Regions from separate parts of the Mus musculus genome. Here region 2 is linked to region 1. The links are chromatin contacts, called in public promoter capture Hi-C maps. All regions are on one chromosome and are shown on one strand. The core of a region is the stretch at or near the end of the contact, and the rest is flanking DNA. Distances in the headings are between cores, read along the strand shown.

Region 1 (4,412 bases), core at 1,244-3,743:
TTGGTGAGCAGGGCCTTCCAATGGCCGACCCCACAAAAGGAGTCCTTCTGCATGCTTGTCTCCCTGGCAAGGTCATTTCCGGTTTGCGTCTCCCCGCTTGTAACTGTGGCAGCTACCCTTCACTGCTGTCACAACGCAGCGTCTTTAAGTTTCCAAGTTGTACTAAAGACCAGCAGCTCTTCTAGAACCTTCCAGACCCTCCATACCAGCTTAAGGCAGCTGAAGATTTCCACCTCAAACTGGGCAGCCATTAGGATTAGCACTGCCCCTCATGAAGACAAATTATCTTTTCTGTCCATTCTACTCCCTGACCTAACACAGGCACAACAGAAATAATCACAAGGAACTCACCATCCTACAAACACAAAGTTGCTTGTGGCCGATGTCTCAGTGATGTTTGTATCACCAAACTGTAGTAAGGTCATCTGAGATATTAAAAAAAAAGTTATAAAAATGAAGTAAGTTCACTCTAGTCCATGAATCAGAAATACACTTTTGTTTGTAATAGATACATTGGAGAAAAATATATCACACTCGATGATTTTTTCAATTAATATAGCATAAGAATATTCCAATTTTGTTTGTTTGGTTTTTGTTTTTAGAAAATATGAGTTTGCACATCTGTAAGAACCGCAGGTTGTGTTCATGTCACTAATGTTGACCACCCTCTCGTGTATTGCTGGCAATATGTCACTCATGATTAGTTGCTATGGTAACCAGCATTATGATGAGCATCCTGTCTGTCTTTTGGTCTTTATTTATCCTCACTTCAAGGGTCTGTCCTCAGCTACTGCATCTGGATAGACTACAACATTTCTTACTTAGCCTGTTAAGGTGCTGGCTGAGGCGCTTGACTAAGGAGAATTTATGGAATTTGCCTTCAGTTACTCGCAACGGTGACGGGGAAAATTAGATAAAAGCAGGTTCTGTTCCATGTATTTCTTACTTGGCCTGAAAACATGGGAATTGATCCAAAGAATTCTTAGACACGGTGGGTGGCCTGGAGAGGCTATTTTTATGATAACTAAATTGGTTCACTTAACTTTTGTGCCACCCAGCAGTTCAGCTAATGAGCCTCCTCTCGATTTATTTGAGAGATTAGACAATGTTCTATTCTCTATCATGAGAGTTGTGTTGGTTTTTTTTCTTGTTTTTTTTTTTAAATTCCAAGTCACTAATATGAGTACGGGAAATAGACATGAAATTAAAATACAATTCAGTTTGCCCAGACTCTGCACATGGCTCCTGAAGTGGCCAAGCCAAGAGGAAAACCAGAAGTAAGACTGGATAAAAAAAAAAAGGGGGGGTGCCTGGGAGCCAGAAAACTTGGGGATGTGTTTGGGCAGAGATGCTCCCTGGAGAGCACAGACAGTGAAAATTACAGCTGACTAGTCAAGAACGCAGATGATAGCTACGGAGATTCAGTGCTTGCCACTCAAGCTTGAGGACCTTGTTTCAATGCCAAGCAGCCATGTGATAAGTGGGGCTGCAAACCCAGCACGGAGGGGGCATGGGAGGAGCAGACATAGGAGGCTTCCTGGAGCTTCCTGGCCTGCCAATCTAGAGAAATCGGGGAGCCCCAGGTTCTGTGAGAGACTCTGTCTCCAAAAGGAGGAGGAGGAGGAGGAGGAGTGGGGGGGAGGAGAAGACAAAGAAGACAAAGAAGAAGGAGAAGATGAAGGAGGACGAGGAGGATGAGGAGGAAATGAAGGGGAAGGAGGAGGAGGGGGACGAAGAGGAGGAAGAAGAGGAGGAGGAAGAGGAGGAGGAGGAGGAGGAGGAGGAGGAGGAGGAGGAAGTGAGAAGATGGTGCCCAGTGTTATCTCTGGCTTCCATTTGTACACACAAACATGCACACTTGCACATGCACAAACACACACATACACACAGAGAACACAGATGAGGAGGAGCCAACCGTCAATGTGCTCATTCTAGCAATCTTGCTGATGGGAAATAGCTCTTTTGAAGCAAATTACACAGAGCTTGAGCCATCCATGAGCACTGCAGGCTAATCCCTAGGAGTTATTATACGTAATGGGCCTGACAAAAATCCCCTGCGGGTTGCTGAACGTCACTACAGGCTGGCATTGTGAACTGGGTAGCCCGGGTAAAGCCAGTGGACTTACTGAATATGGATCCTGTCTATCCCACAAATCTCAAAATTGCTCAGGTTCCTTGGAGCCTTATTACAGTCCCAGCAGCCTGGGGAAGCATTGCTCAGCAAGGAGGCAGCGAGGTCCTCTGAGCAAGCCCAGACACAGTGCACAGGGGATACACCAGGCAGACTCTGCACTTCCCTGAGAGCTCCATGTGTGTGTGTGTGTGTGTGTGTGTGTGTGTGTGTGTGTGTGTGTGTGTTTCCAGATAAAATGTGTCTCCCTAAGAAAAGGGTGTCCTAGAAAGCCCCAGAGGAATAGAGAGGCTTTCAGACACTCAGCCATGGGACGAGTCAACAACGACACTGTTTCTTTCCATTGCTCTCTCCTTCAGAGGCAAGGCGGGACAGGAGGGTCAGCCACTGAGCCAAGCCAGAACATCTCCAGCAGGCAGAGTATGGAGGCTTCTGTGTGAGGCTGGGAAGCAGAAGCCAGGCAGCAGCCAGGGCTTGGCAGGGGCTCTCTGCATTTTCCTTGGCTCGCTCTCACTACCTGTCTGACGGCTGCAGCGCAGGAAGGAAATTTTTCAAGAGATTAAACTATTATTGTTTCCTATGAGGCTGTCTTCGCTGGAGAATGAGAGAAGCTTTAAGGCTCCTTGAAAAGAGATTTGTCTGAATGGTGAGGCTGTTGTGATTCACCCCCCCTCCCTCCAGGTGGGATTTGACCAATTTCCTCAGGAAAGTGGTTCATTAGGGTTGTAGACTTATCCACGGCCTAAATAGAAGATGTCATCAAGGTGATTAATGCCCAGCTCACCCTCACAGGGAGTTAAGAGTTTATAAAAGCTATTTTTAACGGTTTGGAAGGAGGGAGAACTCATTTTTCAGGTTGCCAACATGTTTCAATAGTTAAAAACCTTCTTTGTAGCCCCCAATAATTCATGCTACCCACCGTTAAAGGTCGGCAGTGTTTTCGGATTTTGTAAGTTTTCTTGAAAAATTGATTCAATGTGTTTTGTTGTTTATATAAAAGGCACAGAGGGGAAGGAAAAAGACGTAAAATGTATTTCCATCACGGGGAGTGACCGCAGCTCCCGGTGACACTCTCAGGCAAGAATCTCGTTTCTTTTTTTTCCACCCAGCCCTGGAGGGTGAAATGGCTTTCCTGTGTCTATATCTATCATATAAATAGCACTTGACAGAGAAGTCTGCAGAGTTCAACCAAATAAAGAGAGAGAAGAAAAATCCAGAAAATGCCGGAAAGATCTGGGGCTCCTTGTCATGTCGGATGTAGCTGAAGCATGCCGGGCTTCCTGGGAATGTTCTAGAATGCTTGTCCCCTGTTACAGCTGTTCCACATGAGAGGCTGCCACCATAGATAGTGCATGTGTCTCCAGGCACAACCAAGCCAACTTAAAGCATTGGTTCTCAACATCCCAACCCTGAAACCCTTTAAGACCGTGCCTCATGTTTTGGTGATGCCCAATCATAAAATTATTTTCATTGCTACTTCAGAACTGTAACTTTGCTACTGTCATGAGTCATAATGTAAATATCTGTTATTTCTGTTAGTCTTAGGCAATCTCTGCAAAAAGTACCATTCAACCCCTAAAGGGGTCCTGACCTACAGGTTGAGAACTGCTGGCTTAAAGGAATCTGTGTGAGCGGCCTCTCTTCTAGAGCTACATTCCCAACAAGATGCCCACAGAATTCACTAGAGCTGCCACACTGCCAGAGTGAAAACCCCATTAGCAATGAAATGTGTAGTGGAGCTACACACTGACTGTCACATGTCACTAGAGCAGACATGTACAACCATAGTGCAAGCATCATTAGTAACTGTGTAGTGGGGCTACACGCTGGCTGACGTCACAGGGTTTATAACTTCAAGCTCCATATTTGGGCTTTGTATGGGTGGTGGATCATGAAAACAGGTCTATTCTCAATTGCTATCAACAATGCAGTACTTCCTATGATCTTTTCGACATCTTGAAGGATACCCTATTCAACACGGGAAATCTGATGTTGTCACTAGGGTGTTTTTAATTCCTTCATCTCCTTTGTAAACATTTATAATTCCCTGTTCTCTGCCAGGAATACCAACTGCTTCTCCACACTAGGGGGTAGATATGACTCAGACTTTTCAGTGACCTCCCCGTGGTGCCTGGCAGACAGCAGGTGTGATGTTATCATATGTATGTGTGTGTGTGTGTGTGTGTGTGCCCTCCCCAGGTCATGTGATCATATGTGTGTGTATGCCCTCCCCAGGATCAAGTGATCATATGTATATGTGTGCCCACCCCAGGATCATGTG
Region 2 (4,412 bases), core at 1,116-3,615, 170 kb after region 1:
TCCCACTGTCTGGGCCCAGGGCAGGAAGCCTCCCAGCCTGCGCCTCTTGTGGGGAGCTTGGGACTATATGCCCAGTCGTGGGGACCCAGATCTGGAACTCAGAGCTATATGCCTCTGGGTCTGTTAGTCCAGCCTACATCTGGGACAAAGAGACCCAGAAGTCCCACCGCCACTGTTTGCTTACTTACAATTTTAGCCTAAGAGGAGCAAAGGAACCCAGACTGTGCATCGGTAGCAGAAGAGAAAAGCCCACTCACCCCTGTACACTTTTTTTTGTAATTTTTTATGAGCCTATGATTATTCCCAAACATAAGGTTAAAGACAAAATAGAATGAGTTCCATGCAACCTGCTTTGTAACTTCACCGAGGTAGTGGGGACAGGTGCTTACATTCTCTGTCATACCCAACTTTCTGACCTCGCTACTGTCTACCCGGAGCCACTTCAGGAATCTAATTATGACTAGATGTTCCTCTTGGCTCCCTTCTAACCATTTACAAGCCAGATCACTGTGCATCCTCTCCAGAGACAGCTGGTCAGGACGAATATTGTAGCAGCTTGCACAGTTTCTCCCCGTCTCCCACACACAGGCCTCCCTAACCCCAAGCTATCACTACACTAAGCTGGATCATGGGCCAGGAGGAAATGCTTTGTTGACAGGCCAGTTGTCCCCTCAAGACTTCTGGTCAGCAGTAAAGCCCAGGGCATGCACACCCAAGACCACAGGCAAAGAACCACAAGCCAACATTTTCTGTCACCACATCCAAAGTATCTTCCTGTTATACAAAGAAGCAAGCCACCACACCACTGCCACCACCACATTCCTGATACCACCATACTGTCACCACCACATGGCCAGAACTGTACAAAGTGCACTTAATCAACAGAAAATATCTTCGTGTTATAACACTGGGATAATTTCTCATCCCTCTAAACTATCCCCACCCCCAGAGAATGTCTGACAGGACTGACTGGTTGGAGTTAAACAACCAGATTCAGATTTTCAAACAAACAAGCGAGCAACTATTCAGCTTCTTGAGAGTCTGAGTGGATGGCAGACACCACTGTGGAGCAAGAAGAGGCTCTGCACCAGGAGGTGGAGTTGAGTCGGGACCGTGGAACATGATGGTATGGGGTGTGTGCTCCTCCTACCCTGGTCCATCCGACCCTGTGCTCTGCATCCTGCTTGCTGATACCATTCCCCACAGAGAAAGAAAATCTTAAAGAAATGTTTAAGAAGAGGAGCCCTCAGATTCCCACAACTCCACACTTGGCACTTTCAGTGAGTACTGTAAAGACAAATGAGGGGCAGAAATTCAGGGGGAACAACCCGAGGGGCCGCGCCCAATACACCCAACTGCCAGGAAGAAAAGAAGTAGAAACCAGCTTTCACTGCCTTCTAAACACGAGTGTGCAAGAGAGGGAAGGAGAGAGAATTCACGTTGTTTGTCTTAAATATGACACGGCCAGACTCTGTCTGGTCATTGGGCAGCTGGGGGGTGGGGTGGGGAAGACACAGGAGACACACAGAGAGAGACATCCCATCCTGTCTCCATTGCTTGTTTTAGTTTGGTTTGGTTTGGTTTAGTTTGGTTTGGTTTGGGTTTTTTTGTTGTTGTTGTTTTGTTTTTTGTTTTTGTTTTCTTAGCAGAAAGATGTGTGTGTTGGCAGAGCATTTTCCAATCAAACTCAGACTTACACTCCCAGCCAGTAGTTGGGTAACAGTAAGACAGTCAGGTCGGCAGCTGGACAGAGATAAAAGAAGCAGGTGAGAGATGTTGTCCTTTTGGAGAAAGACCACAGAGTTCCGGGACTGAGCGAGTGCGAGGACACGCCTCCATGTTTAACACAGACCCAGACTACAGAAACAGGCCCCTCAGACGGCCACACTTAGCCTGACCCTAAGCTGATAAGTTCTCATTTCAAAGGTGACTCATAGAACACTGTCTCCAGAAAGAAATTCGCTCGGAAACGTGAGCCAATCATAAACAAAGGGCCCAGCTGGCACTTGAATGGGCCAGTGCCTCAAATGGGGCGTAGGATTTAGTCAAAATATCAAAGGACTTTAAAGCAAGCAGTTCACCTTGAAGTGGCTGTGGATGTGACCTGAGTCCCAGATGGAGATGGGCGGGTGTCAGAACTGGGTCCCACAGCAGCTGGAGGCAAGTCCACTGGAGCAAGCTCAGCGCAGGCATCTCCTTGCTCCCTCAAACTTCAGCCATAGAGAAGGAAAACAGGCATATCTCCATTGCTAAAACGGAAATTACCAGTGCTCATACTTCCGAAAGCGCTCACTATACACAGAGAAATGGGGGAGGGGCAGACGGAGAGGTGGGGAGAGACAGAGGCAGAGGGGATTTCTGCAATGCCAACTTTGGCCTTAGGGGACACAGTGGGTGGGACAAGCCAGGGCCATGGGTGTGAGTCAGGACTCTGCCTGATGCTTTCCTATCTCTGCATCTCTTCATTGGGAATAAAGTCAGGTGGCCTCGCTGCCTCAGGAAGCCGCTATGCAAAGCCAGGTTCCACTGCAACTCCTAAAACACAGAAAGGCAAACTGAGTCTGCAGCCCCAGAGAAAAGAGCCTGACATTCAACTCAGCCTGCCCTTTGGTTCTTGAGAGGTTTTGTTTTACAGGGGTTGGGGCATTTACATCCTAACCTGTTTCTCTTGCTCTTGTGTTAAGAGTCTAAGGTCTGGCTTACCTAGCCTAGGTCAGCCTTGAACTCCCGGTCCTCCTGCTTCAGCCTTTTGAGAGGCGAGATGACAAATGTGTACCTTGAGACTGGGAAGGCGGCTCTACATTTCGGAGCACTTGCTGCCTTCCCAGCACCCAGCTCCGGTGGCTCACAACCTACCTACAGCTCCAGCTCCCATGGATCTGAGGCCTCTGGCCACAGGCACCTGCGGTCATAGGCACTCACAAGCAGACACACACCTACAACTATTTAAAAATAATAAAAATATTTAAGTGGATCTTTGTGACAAGCTATCTAACCATTTTCAGTGTGCCCTTCAGTAGTGTTGAGTACATCCCACCATCGTACAACCATTAGCACAACTACATATCCAGGGCTCTTTCTGTTTTGTAAAACTGAAATTACAATCCATCAAAGAGTACACCTCGCACACACCCGCAACACTCAGACCCCATCAAAATACCCAAGCACTCACACACAGCACACACCAAAACTCACATACACCCTAACACTCATAACATACACCCCAATTCGTGTGGACCCCACAGCTCTCCAACCTCCGATGTTCACACCACCCAACTCTCACCCCTCAACATGCTCACATACAACTTCACCTGTGCCTGATACCCCAACTCTCACAGTACCCCAGCTCCTAAACACTTCTACTCACACACTCCAGCTTCTATGCTAACACGCCAGCTCACACACATCCCATGAGGCTCTGCCAGACAAGTTCCTACCATGTCTGAGGATTCCTCTACAGAGCAGCTCCCATGCCTCATACAAGAACTCACAGCCACTCCCCAGTCTCCGGGCAGGACCTAAGGGATACCATCACCCCATTCCTGTTCCCTGCCTCTATATGCTCTTGAAAATAAAATGCGTCCTGACTCTGCCATGCAAGCAAGGGAAGCGCTAAGCCTTCTGAACACAGAGTCTGTTCTTCCCTGACATGGGAAATAGGGAGGGAGTGACTCAAAACTTATCCTGCACCGTAAAATGTATCGCTTGCTCTAAGTCCCGCTTTTAGGGACGGGATCCCAGTTTTACTACATCATGTTCACTTTGTGTTCAAAAGGAGGAATCCATTTAAAACATATTTACGCATCCTCCTCAGATCACAAGTTCTTGAGTAATAAGGAGGACAGAGTGAATATGAAGGGAAGGAAGTTTGTCTACAGGATGCCTGCAGAGTGGAGGAAGCCATAGCTGAAGGAGTAGAGAGTGAGGAACAAGAACAGAAAGATGAAGGGAAAGAACAGGAGTCCTTCCATCCTATTAGATGCCTGGCTGTGCCATAACTCAGCCAGGACAAGCTCAAGGCAGGGACAAGCTCAAGGCAGGGAGACCCTAGGAAAATCTGGTATTGGTGACTCCGGGGGACATTGCCTACTGGTTCCCCTCAAAGTGAAGAATGAGGAGAACACCTTCAGGCAGAAGATGCTCTGATTCAGCTTCCTCTGACTCCAGGGGTCTCTGGAGTCACTACCTTCTCTAGGCACTGACCATATGGGAGGACCACAGCAGGGAGGACGACTACAGAGGAACGGGTTCACCTTGATCCCCTGGCCTGAGTACATGAAGTAAGCACAGGAGGAAATTAGCCCCAAGTCAGAGAAGAGAAGTCCTTAGGCCCAGGACATACACACGTGGACCAGCTTCACCAAGCTTGTGAGTGGTCACAGACCACACACACCAGGGGCATGAAACAAAAC

What was found. Promoter capture Hi-C pulls out the DNA fragments that hold promoters and counts their contacts.
Region 2: a contact with region 1 is called in a promoter capture Hi-C map of stem cell-derived epiblast-like cells, with 4 times the contacts expected there. The contact joins two enhancer-like sites. A contact is called at or near these places in 3 of 39 promoter capture datasets (the 3T3-L1 cell line, cranial neural crest and stem cell-derived epiblast-like cells), 1 of 115 datasets of contacts at active chromatin or transcription factors (pancreatic cancer cells) and 1 of 9 other capture datasets (embryonic stem cells).

Annotation. Positions count from the first base shown.
Region 1 is chr16:93,378,873-93,383,284 of GRCm38.p6, forward strand. No RefSeq gene overlaps it. Among named protein-coding and RNA genes, the nearest start is that of Mir802, 11 kb to the left of the region's middle. Within about 2 kb of position 2,494, at least 24 of the 459 cell types and tissues checked have an H3K27ac peak or open chromatin away from gene starts, as enhancers often do.
Region 2 is chr16:93,547,571-93,551,982 of GRCm38.p6, forward strand. No RefSeq gene overlaps it. Among named protein-coding and RNA genes, the nearest start is that of Gm30695, 18 kb to the left of the region's middle. Within about 2 kb of position 2,366, at least 10 of the 459 cell types and tissues checked have an H3K27ac peak or open chromatin away from gene starts, as enhancers often do.